Linked DNA regions of Arabidopsis thaliana: region 1 is linked to region 2. Evidence: chromatin contacts called from public capture Hi-C data. All regions are on one chromosome and are shown on one strand. Each heading gives the region's core, a stretch centred on a gene start, on an enhancer-like site or on the middle of the called end of the contact. The rest is flanking DNA. Distances are from core to core; before and after follow the strand shown. Region 1 holds the start of AT5G49870 (Mannose-binding lectin superfamily protein). Region 2 holds the start of AT5G49760 (Leucine-rich repeat protein kinase family protein).

Region 1 (5,256 bases), core at 2,443-4,942, 57 kb before region 2:
CATTTTATCTTTGCTTAATCAAATTCATTTAGTAATTGATATGTCCACTTAAAGTTTTATTAAAATGATTCTTATCTTGCCATGTTCGTCAAAGACAGTATGTAGTCGCTTGCAATAGGCAAACGAACAACATGCGCTTGTCGCTCAAACAAACATGGTCCTTTTATAATAAGTTGGCTAATTATTTAGTCTATTTTGAGAAGTCATGTCATGAGTAAAATATGAAGCATAACTCCAGAGGTAGATACATCATGCTTTAACTAAGTCAATCGATTTCTTTAATCAAGATCTGACCAACTTTCTTTCCATTTTCCCATACTGTGTTTTGGTTTGTAATTAAGTTTGAGGATCACAAGTTTACAACTCTATATTTTTTGGGTGTATATTCTATTCATATTAAAAACTTTGGGTAAGTGTAAGGCATGTAATTAACATTATTTTGGTTCTTCAATAGTTATAAGCAATATATGATTAAAAACTGGGACTTGCCTTGGCAGTTGCTTGGAGGAAGTTCCGTAAAGGCTTTTAACTATCCGGCTTGGTTGCACACAAAGAAAAAGCTATCCCTATTTATTTTCCATTTTTCTTATCGCGCGTCCTCACCTGGAGTAAAATTGGAAGTTGTAGAATCAAAATAATTTGTGAACTAACTGCTAGGATGTGTAGGATTTATAAGCATGATAAGAGTAAGAGAAGGCTCAAAAAAGACTCCAACAAAATGGAGAAAGAGATAAACGGAACAAAAGAAGGATTAAGACTATGATGTGGAATAAGAGTCGGTCATTACTTACACTTGATTGTTACAATTCAAATACAATATATAGTAGAATAAGATGAGAGAAGACATAGAGATACTTTGTGGTTGAGGCTAGAAACATAGACACGAGATAATTACAAAGGAAAAGGGAATGGTGAAGAAAACATTATCCTATTACATAATTAGTCATGAAAAAGTAAGACATCTAGCTAGAGCAACTCTAGCATCTAGGTTATAATGGTAGAAAACAAGCATAAATGATGTCCTATGCTTTATTTGATAAACAAACAATCAAGATTATTAGAGTATTTATGGTTCCTTCGAGATTCAAATATTCGAAAAATACTTGTATAATTATTTGAAAATTCCTTTTCTGGCACACAACTATAACTCTGTGTACTAATAATTATTTGCAGGTACGTAGCAAATAAAACCAATTAACACTAATAATGCTGATTGCACTTGTCATTTAATCTTAAAAATACCCAAATTGTCCTTACTCTAATCATTATTCTTCTACTGCACACAGGCTATGAATGGAGGCAGCGGACAAATCGGTCTAATTTGTCTGCGGTTTAGTCCATCTCATTTTTTGGACAGACAATAAACCGTTGCGGACCAAGTTTATTTGTATGTCAAAACAGTCCACAGATGGTCCGCTGCGGTTTTCTTCTATTTTTTTTGGTCCGGACCACTTCGGACTATAATTGATGAATGGTAAATAAAAAGCGGTCTAATCCGTAGACGGTTTTGTCCGCCTCAACCGTCGTAACCATTCAAACCCACAAATAAGTATTTCATCTATATCATAATATTTTATTTATCCATAAAATGTTTCCAAATTCCCCCACTAAACTAATTGTACTCGAAAGGGCATTAATTTCTCTCATTTTTTTTTCCACAGTAAATGCAATGGATGCGCCTGATGTATTGTATACCCTAGATATGAAGATGTCCAAAAAACTAATAGATGAGAAGCTGCTAATTGTCTAATTGCATATGCTGGAGTATTCTTTAACGAACGCCGTGAGGCATAAATGCAAGCGTTGACAAAAAAGACTAACTTAATTAAATGCAAGTAAGCTTCCATTATTTGCATAATGTCTACCATTTAAAAAAAATTCTGAATCGAATTTTAAAATTCTGAAAACGATATTTCCGGGAAGACTTTGTATATAAGTTATTTCCCTTGTTTTAAATCACGATTACTTGTGACGTCTTTTACAAATATACATATATATTTTTGCAGGAGTTTTTGGTCACACTGTTTTAATTTTGATCGTTAAATATTCTCGGATCTTTTAAATCTATATAAATTTTTGCAGCAGTTTTTGGTCACAAATGTTTTAAATTTGGTCGCTAATGTTTTAGTGTTATTTGGCCGAATTTTTGACCTGGTTTAATTATATTCGGATCATAAATAAGTTTTATGTATCCAATCATTGATCCGGTTTTATTGTGTTTAGATCCTCGATAACTATAATTAGAAAATCTATAACAAAACGATATTAATTCTTAAAAACATTAATTAAAAAAACAAAAACAATTTAGAAAGTTTCTATTTCTACCAAAAATATTAATTAAAAATTAACTATTTAATTACCAAATAAATCGGAAACAAATATAAGATATCTCTAAACTAGGTATTTCCTAAAACCTATCTACCTAATTTAAACATACCTTAGTCCATATAACATGAGACAAAGCATCGCAGCAATCGCTTAATATATTATTTTCTTTCACTTTTATTTGATTTTATATTTAATTTATTTTGCATTCTTTTCAAAGTTCTTTAAATGGACATATATTACTCAATTGACGAAAAAATAATATGTGTATAATGTCTTACATTGCTTAACAAATTAGACCATGGTTCAGAGTCATACTATAATAAGGACCAAAATGATTCTGAGTACGAATAAACATGAAACTTGATTTATAAGACGTCCAAAATTAAAAGTATTATCCAGTTTACTCCGGTTATTTATTTCAAAGAATTGAAACTTTTTAAAAGTTTGAATATGATAAATATTTGAATTTATAATAATTAATAAGAAGTTTAAATATGATAAATTCATATTTAAACTATATACTACGAGTAAAATCCTATAATTGACGGATTTGCGTCGGTGATAAATACAGGACAATATACTACAAGTGAAATCATAGAATTAACAATCAAAATATAATTATCCAATCTTAAACGCTAAACAAAAAAAAATATTAACGAAACAAATACAACTTAAAATTTAAACTTTTTTAAACGCACCTTGATTTTTTTATAAGAAGCTTAAACATTCTAAATATTTTAACTTTATTCTACAGGTGAAATTCTAGAATTGATTGGTTTGAGTCATAATAATATGGGACTGTATATTAAGAATGAAATAATAGAAATAACAATTAAAATATAATTATACAATCTTAAACAAAAATAAAACAGATAATATTAACAAAAAGTATGATTTGAAATTTAATTGTTTAGAAAACACATATCGATTATTTTATAAGAAACTTACATTGTTAACATTTAAAATTTATGTTATGGATGAAATCTTAAAATTGATAAATTTGGATCAATATTAATAATCAAAATACAATATTCGTGGGGAAGACTTTGTGTATGAGTTGGCGTCAATCTTATCGTGTAGAAGTGTAGTGTGCAAGTGTAACGAATGAGAAAACTTTAGGTCTAACCAAGGATTTCAACTGATTTAAATTTTAACATTTTTGAATAACTAGTTGTCAATATTAGTTAGTTTAATAATCATAACATTTTCTTGAATCTGAATTTTTCTTCTTTCGTATAATTCTGCATTTTTTTTAGGCGGAGAATATAATTGCAAAACGATTTAGAATGTTTTTTTTATTATTTTCTTTCTAAAAACCCTATAAATAGAAACACCTTCATCCTTTTGGTTATAGATCAACATAGCCTCTCAGTTCAATCACCTGTCTCTCTCTCCTCAACTAACATAGGTCAGTTCTCTCTATCTATGTTTCTTTTATTTACATCTATGTTTCAGAGCTCTAATATCTGATCTAAATTATTGCCAAAGTATAATGAGCATATGTGCTTAAAAATGTAGAGCATCGAATATCAGAAAATGTTACTTGGTAGATATTAGTTTTATCTGCTTCTTGTTTCCACCAAAACAAAACTTGATCTTCTTCGTTCAGCTTAGAACTTGTGTTGATCCTTGGCTGGATAAGGGTATATATTACTGACTAAGAAACACATACAATTGGCATCCAATTTGTGTAGATTCAACAGGTTCGAGATGACCGAAAGATTGGAAGCGGAAGGGAGCAGGAGAGGCAACAACAGTAAGTGGGATGACAAATCTGACCACGATGATGTAACAAAGATATATGTAAATTATTCTCTTAGTGGCATAGAGTCCATTCGTTTCGACTATGTCAAAAGTGGAAAACCAAAGGATGGACCCTTCCGTGGTCAATCGTATAATACTTACACGCACACGGTATAAGATGACATTAGAATTTTTTTTTTCTCTTTTTATCTTTCTGTCAAACCCTTTTTCGCTTTTTTCGCATGTGGGAAATTTTGTAATATCATTTTTTCACCAAATTTTGCAGTTTGAGATTAACCATCTAAAATATGAACATCTTGAATCTGTTGAGGGCTACTACACAGAGGACACAGGGATTGAAGCACTTCAATTTAAAACCAACTTGCGGATATCTGAACCGATTGGATATCATCATGATGGGTGTACCAAATTTATACTAGCAGTAGAGGGAAAAAAAATCATTGGGTTTCATGGATCAAGCTTTGCTTTGAGGGTGGGCTCTCTAGGAGCATATTTCACTTGGGATACTCCTACTATAATAAAAGCAGTAGGGGGAAAGGTAGGGACAAAGTGGGATGATGGAGTCAACCAGGCCGGTTTTACAAAGATACATGTACGTAGTGGTCAAAAGGGCATACAATTCATCAAGTTAGAGTATGTTGACAAGGATGGGAATCTAACAGATGGGCCAATCCATGGTTCTATCTATAGAAGAGGTTCCCCACACGTGGTATGTATACATTATACATGTCACGGAAAAATAGTAATTAATTAAAATTTTGTTTATCCAATTGCATGAGTATAATATTAAATGATACATAATCTTTGTTTTACAGTTTGAGTTTAAACATGACGAAGAATATCTGGTGTCTGTTGAGGGTTACTACGAGGGCGACGAGGAATGTGAGGTCATTCAGGGACTTCAATTTAGGACTAACATCAAGACTTCAGAACTTATGGGATCCAATACGGGTAAGAAATTTAAACTTACAGCCAGTGGAATGAAGATTGTTGGGTTTCATGGATATGCCGAGAAGAATCTAAGCTCTCTTGGAGCATATCTCACACCGCTTACTCCAAAAAAGTCGGAATGCAAAGGCATTACTGATGGAAGCAATGTTTGGAATTGGGATGACGGTGCTTTTGAGGGTATTAGAAAAGTGTCCGTTTTCTTTACAGCTCTTC
Region 2 (5,603 bases), core at 1,676-4,175:
TCTTATGTTCCGAACACCAACGGAGTCTACAGGATAATTGAACTTCTTAAAGAAATCCGCGATTGCCTTCTGTAGAATTGAGAAGTTGGTGGAGTTGAACAACCCTGAGAAAGAAGGAGACCGGAAGTAGAGTGTTCCCATGAATGGATACGCACAGCGGCACGTGGGACTCGCTTCCATGCCCGGTTCGCATGGAGAACAGTTTGTTGGGAGTGTAGAAAATGAGGTATTGTGTTGGATTGCTGAACAGTAACTCGGCCCGTTTCCCGCCTCTAGACACACTGGATTATTTGCCAATCTGTAGATATATAAACACTTAAGCAGTTGATTGAGACAAATAGAAGTCATGTTTGATTAGTGACAAGGATACATACATTACTTGGAGGACTTTATTAGCTGATGGTTTATAATCAGTTATTTCATTGTATTGTAAATCCACAAACTCCAACTGGCTGCTAACGTCTGTACCAAAGTCTAAGCTTTCCACTATACTATTTCGCTTTAAGATACTGCAAAGTCCAAAAAAAAAAGAATCCCAATTTAGTACAAAGTTCATAATTCTTGAGTTCATTTCCAGCTTCATTTTTTTTTTTTTTTTTACTCACACAGTCTGCAACTGAGGAGGGCTGAAAAATGAGATTGGTATTGGACCATTAAGTTGGATCCCTTCCATCCTTCTGCGAAGAAGAAAACCCTTTGTTCTTAGAAAGTATACACATGGGAGATAAATGGAGAACAAGACAGAGACAGAGATGTTCATACAATGTTGATAGGGAGGGTAATGAAGAGATCCATGATGGAATGGGTGAGAAATCCAAAGTGTTATTGCTCACATCCCTGTTACATTTACAATCACATCATGGCATTAGATTGGTAAAGAATGAAGGTTTGAGATTGGTAGTGATGATAAATGTAAAAAACTTACAATGTGTAGAGACTGGTCAAGCTGGTTAAATTTGGAAGAGTACCAGTAAATCTGTTGTTGGCCAAGTACCTGAAATGTATTCAACTACAAATTCTTGTACCTCATTTTCATTTATTTTCAACAAACAAAAGAACAAATCTTTAGTTGCTCACTTACAGTTCGTTAAGATTTGTGAGATTGTTAAGATATGAAGGAATATCTCCAATGAGTTTGTTCCTATCAAGGCGTCTAGAACCAAGAAAAAACACATAAGAATTATAGACGTTAGGATAAATAAAAAATTTGAACTATATATATTACTACTTACAACACCGTCAACGTTTTAACGAGACTGAGGGTCTCTGGAATTTCGCCCGTGAATTGGTTTCCATCGAAGAGGCTATCGATAAAACAACGAACAATGCAGTCACTTTGTTAGTTACTTACTCACAACTTATGAAATCTCTCAGCTATATAATGTAATATGAAGCTTACACATGTATTAAACTCATGTTTGAGCTGAAAAGTTCTTTTGGGATATTGCCTGAAAGCTTGTTTTTTCCAAAATGACTACAAGAAAAAAGCAAAGGAGAGTCAGATCAATTACTATATTAGAAGGAGTGATTATAATAAACGGAAGTGAAAGATTTGGGATTATATATACAAATGCTTAGTTTGAAGAAGCATGTCAAGTCCAGGTGCAGAAGTCCCATTAGAAACTGGAAGCTCTCCTTCAATCTGATTGTCAGCTATATCAAACCAATATAGTTTTGATAACAGGCCAATTGAAGGCGGAATTGTTCCACTAAATTTATTTAAATTTAGGGAGCTGTATTGAGGAAACAAAAATTAATACTAATGGTTTTAGAGAATGCAATTGACTGTTTATAATAACATGAATCCACAGAATCTTACAGATATATAAGTTCTTTTAGAGTTCCAATGGACTCAGGGATTTGACCACTGAAACTACATCCCACAAGGATCCTGGAGAGTAAAAAGAGTTAGATAAAATAAGAGATAAGACAAAGTGATACATAAGTTGTGTACTAGAGATTTAATGATAGTGTGTTTCCTTACAAGTTCCTTAACTTCCCAAGGTTACCGATGTTTGGTGGAAGCGGTCCGGACAATTTAGGATTGTATGACAAATCCCTACAAAGATTGGATAATAAGATGAAAACAACCAAAAACCATTTTTATGTGAAAGGAAAAATAGAAAGAAAAAGAAAGACATACAAGATCCGCAACTCGGACAAGAACGATATATCGGCAGGAAGCTTTCCTTCCAAGTCAAGGTTACCTAGTGATCTACAATAAGCAACACAACATTAAAAGTCTGCAGAGCATTATTGGAAGAAGCAGCAACAATTTACAGAGCCTTACATTGAAACGACGCGGTCATTTTGACATGTAATTCCAACCCAATTGGTTCCACAAGGATCAGAGCCTTCCCAACCATCAGGAGGAGTGGTCCATTCACTCTTCAGAGCATTTAAAGCAGAAGCTGCACCAATATTCAAGATTAGGAAAAACTCTGTTCATCATCTATATGGTTGTATATGTATATATCCACACACACTCACCGTCTAAACCATTCGTGAGTGCCGAAACAGAACAAATTTGGAAGAAAAACAAGATCAGGAGCAAAGAGGCTCCAGTTCTTGAACTCATCTTCAAACCCAAAAAGAACCTCTTATCACTTCCTCTGTTTTCTGATCCTATCTCAAAATAATCTAAGAAAAAAGCATGTGCTCTACACAAAGGTTTGACGAATCTCTTAATAAAAATTATAATCTCTCTTTCAAAAACATGTAAACAATAATGTTAACAAAAAGAAGACGAAGACTTTGAACAAATAGAGTTAAAAAAAAAAGTATATCAAAAGAAGAAAATAGGAAGAGGACCATAAGAAAAAACTTGGTCAACTTAAAACAGCTGATAATGGGATATAAAGGTTTCACAATTGGGAAGAGTTGTTAAATGGAAATGTCAATTGAGTAATGGGAAGGAACAATTTATGAAACAATACATTAAAGTATACATATGAGTTGTCGTGATGCGAAACTAAAGTAGGACCCTTATTTATCTACTGTATTAAATACACTCATTATTGATTACAAAAAAAAATATCTATAAACTTCAAAAACAAAGAATAAAATATGATTTTGTTTGCCCAAATCGTTAGATCTCAGAAAGAGAGACTTGTGGAATATAGTTGTGGTCATCAACTATGCAGTGATATGTTTTTTTTAACAACCAAGATTGAATAAAGTCATGGTCGTTGCCTCGTTGGAAAAATGAGGACAAGCCATTTTCCAACTTGATATACTAATACTAATTACAACAACAGTGATGATGATGATGATGATGATTTGATGAAATATTGACTAGAACTTCAAAACTAATTATTTAATAATCGAGTGGGTATGCAAAACATATATAAATAAATGTGAGCTATGAGAAGAAGATGTGTAACTAATTTGTGTTGTGTCAAGCTTACAAGGACCAAACCTTTAAATTTGGCTATTGATGAACTTTATTACCAAGCTAGGGGAGACTAAGAGAGTACAAGTAGCAAGGACAACAACAACAACAAGAAGTGGAGAAACATCATAGCAATGTTGTAGTGGTAGGATCAAGCTATTGATGTATGTCAACATAATGTTTTGTCGATCAACTTGATAGTGGACTGAAACTGTTAGTGTCCACAAGCTACACTCGTGCAACTACGTGTGTTTAGGGGATACATATATACACTCAAATACTCTACGCGTTAACTACGTTATATGTTAAGGCTTTGAATGGATGTTACGGGCGGAGCGGACTAAACCATGTTGTCAGCTCCATACCAAATTTATTTCTACAGTATGTAAAATCAGTAGCTAGTTTGTCTACGGCGATTTTTTTTTTTTTCGGTCCACAGACTACAGTTTATGAATGGTAAACAACAAGAGATCCAATCCCGCAAATGGTTTTGTCAGTCCGCCGTGGCCATTTGAAGCCTAAGGTGCACCTCACCACTTACATTTGCTAGAATAGCAATTTGTGTATTGACTGGGTCTTAATAATCAGTTTGGATATAGATTGATCTAGCGATTCATTATTTTTGGAATTTTCTATGATATCTCTCAACAACTTCAAAAACGTTCAACAAGACTTGTGGAAAAGTCTTGAATAACTTATTAAACATGTGTTTTACAAGCATAATATCTCAAGGAAGATTAATTACAACTCCTAAATTATGGTATTGCCGGAATCACAAAGTTCTGGTGCAACAGTAACATTACCTAAGATGTATAAAGCTCATCAAATTCAATGTCTTAGAAAGGAAAGAATGTTGCCAGGGATGGATTCTCAAATGGTTTACTAGCTTTGAACCTGAAGATGTGAAGAACTTGATACATCATACACGGCTGCCTTCATAGCTACTCTGGTAGCTATTCTTGAGATCAGGATCTGTTTGGGTTGCAAAACAGTCTCTGGAATCAAAATAGTCATTGAATATAGTGTTCCGATTATCTAAAAGTGTTGTTGGTTAACTTGGATTTCCTTCCAGACTGAATCCAACTCCTCCAGTGGTTCAACCTCCGTGATTTGCAAATTGTTGCTTCTTTGTTTCCGATTAACTGGAATACTATATCTAATATTGAGATCACAGAAAACGTACATCGTTTCTGTTCTTGTCCAAAATTGTTTCTCTCTCTCTCTCTCGCCTGAATAGTTTCTGAAGAGTCAGGTTTCTTCTTTGTTGTTTCACTTTCTCGGTTTGTCCGATGATCGTCTCTTCTCCCAATTTTATGGGCCTATTGGGCCTTTTTACTTCACAATTTATGGGCTTTCGTATCAAAAATACAAAATAAACAAAAAAATAATTTACGGGTTAAAACTTAAAACCCCACGATTGGAATGGGTGCAAAATAAACCAGTCCTAAAAAGTAAAAACTGACAAATGAAAGAGATTTGAGAAACTTAAAAGCATACAAATATGAACTATACCCATAATGGAAAGCTAATAGAGTTAAGACTTAAGAGGAACAAATGAAAGAGATTTGGAAGGTCGATCCCATGGCGTCCACCACCATGGTCAAATGGTGATGTATTTGAGTACCTTGGCAAAGAGATTCGGAAGGTCGATCCCATAGCCGTGTTTTCCTTATGATGTACCTTGGCAAACACGGCAATCAAATATACCCTCACAAACTCGAAATGCATCACCATTTGACACTTCCAAACCAAAAGGATAAAGAAAATTAGCTAAACAGCGTAAGAAGGATCACAAAATATTCTAATTTCATGAACACATTTTTTTTATTTCATGTTAAGAAAATGAGCCACTATATACAGAGGAAATTCAATTAAAATAAAAACAAGAAAAACAACCCAACACACATAAGGAAAACCCGAAAACAACCTTCAACATGCATGATAAATATTTAAACATGATTTACATTTACAACATAATAAATTATTTCTAGTGATAATATTTGGATGTCCTGAGCTCTCTTTCTTATGTTTAGCCTGATTTCATCCATTTGTCCATCCTTCATCTGGTCAATGAAAATATCATACATTTGAGCTTCTGCTCCCTCATCAACTTGCGTTTTCTCTTATGTTTCTAAACGGCCACAGAGTCCACATTATAAATAAACTTCTTAAATAGATCTTTGATTGTTTGGAGGGTAGAAAATGATGAACT

What was found. Capture Hi-C pulls out chosen DNA fragments and counts their contacts.
Region 1: a contact with region 2 is called in a capture Hi-C map of shoot, with 4 times the contacts expected there. The contact joins the promoter of AT5G49870 here to the promoter of AT5G49760 in region 2. A contact is called at or near these places in 2 of 26 Hi-C or Micro-C datasets (rosette leaf and shoot) and 1 of 3 other capture datasets (shoot).

Annotation. Positions count from the first base shown.
Region 1 is chr5:20,271,331-20,276,586 of TAIR10.1, reverse strand. It overlaps AT5G49870 (Mannose-binding lectin superfamily protein), which reads left to right and starts at 3,692. Exons shown (of 6, transcript NM_001344861.1): 1 at 3,692-3,736; 2 at 4,023-4,242; 3 at 4,358-4,801; 4 at 4,908-5,256. The coding sequence starts at 4,039. It overlaps AT5G07485 (a long non-coding RNA gene), which reads right to left and starts at 890. Exons shown (of 2, transcript NR_143006.1): 1 at 791-890; 2 at 401-600.
Region 2 is chr5:20,213,654-20,219,256 of TAIR10.1, reverse strand. AT5G49760 (Leucine-rich repeat protein kinase family protein) reads right to left here and starts at 2,925. Exons shown (of 19, transcript NM_124354.3): 1 at 2,491-2,925; 2 at 2,291-2,411; 3 at 2,144-2,215; 4 at 1,985-2,059; 5 at 1,820-1,891; 6 at 1,569-1,733; 7 at 1,400-1,474; 8 at 1,233-1,304; 9 at 1,082-1,153; 10 at 926-994; 11 at 763-837; 12 at 606-677; 13 at 375-509; 14 at 1-298. The coding sequence starts at 2,578. AT5G49750 (Leucine-rich repeat (LRR) family protein) reads right to left here. Exons shown (of 14, transcript NM_124353.2): 14 at 5,523-5,603. The coding sequence ends at 5,523. AT5G07455 (a long non-coding RNA gene) reads left to right here and starts at 4,305. Exons shown (of 1, transcript NR_143004.1): 1 at 4,305-4,934.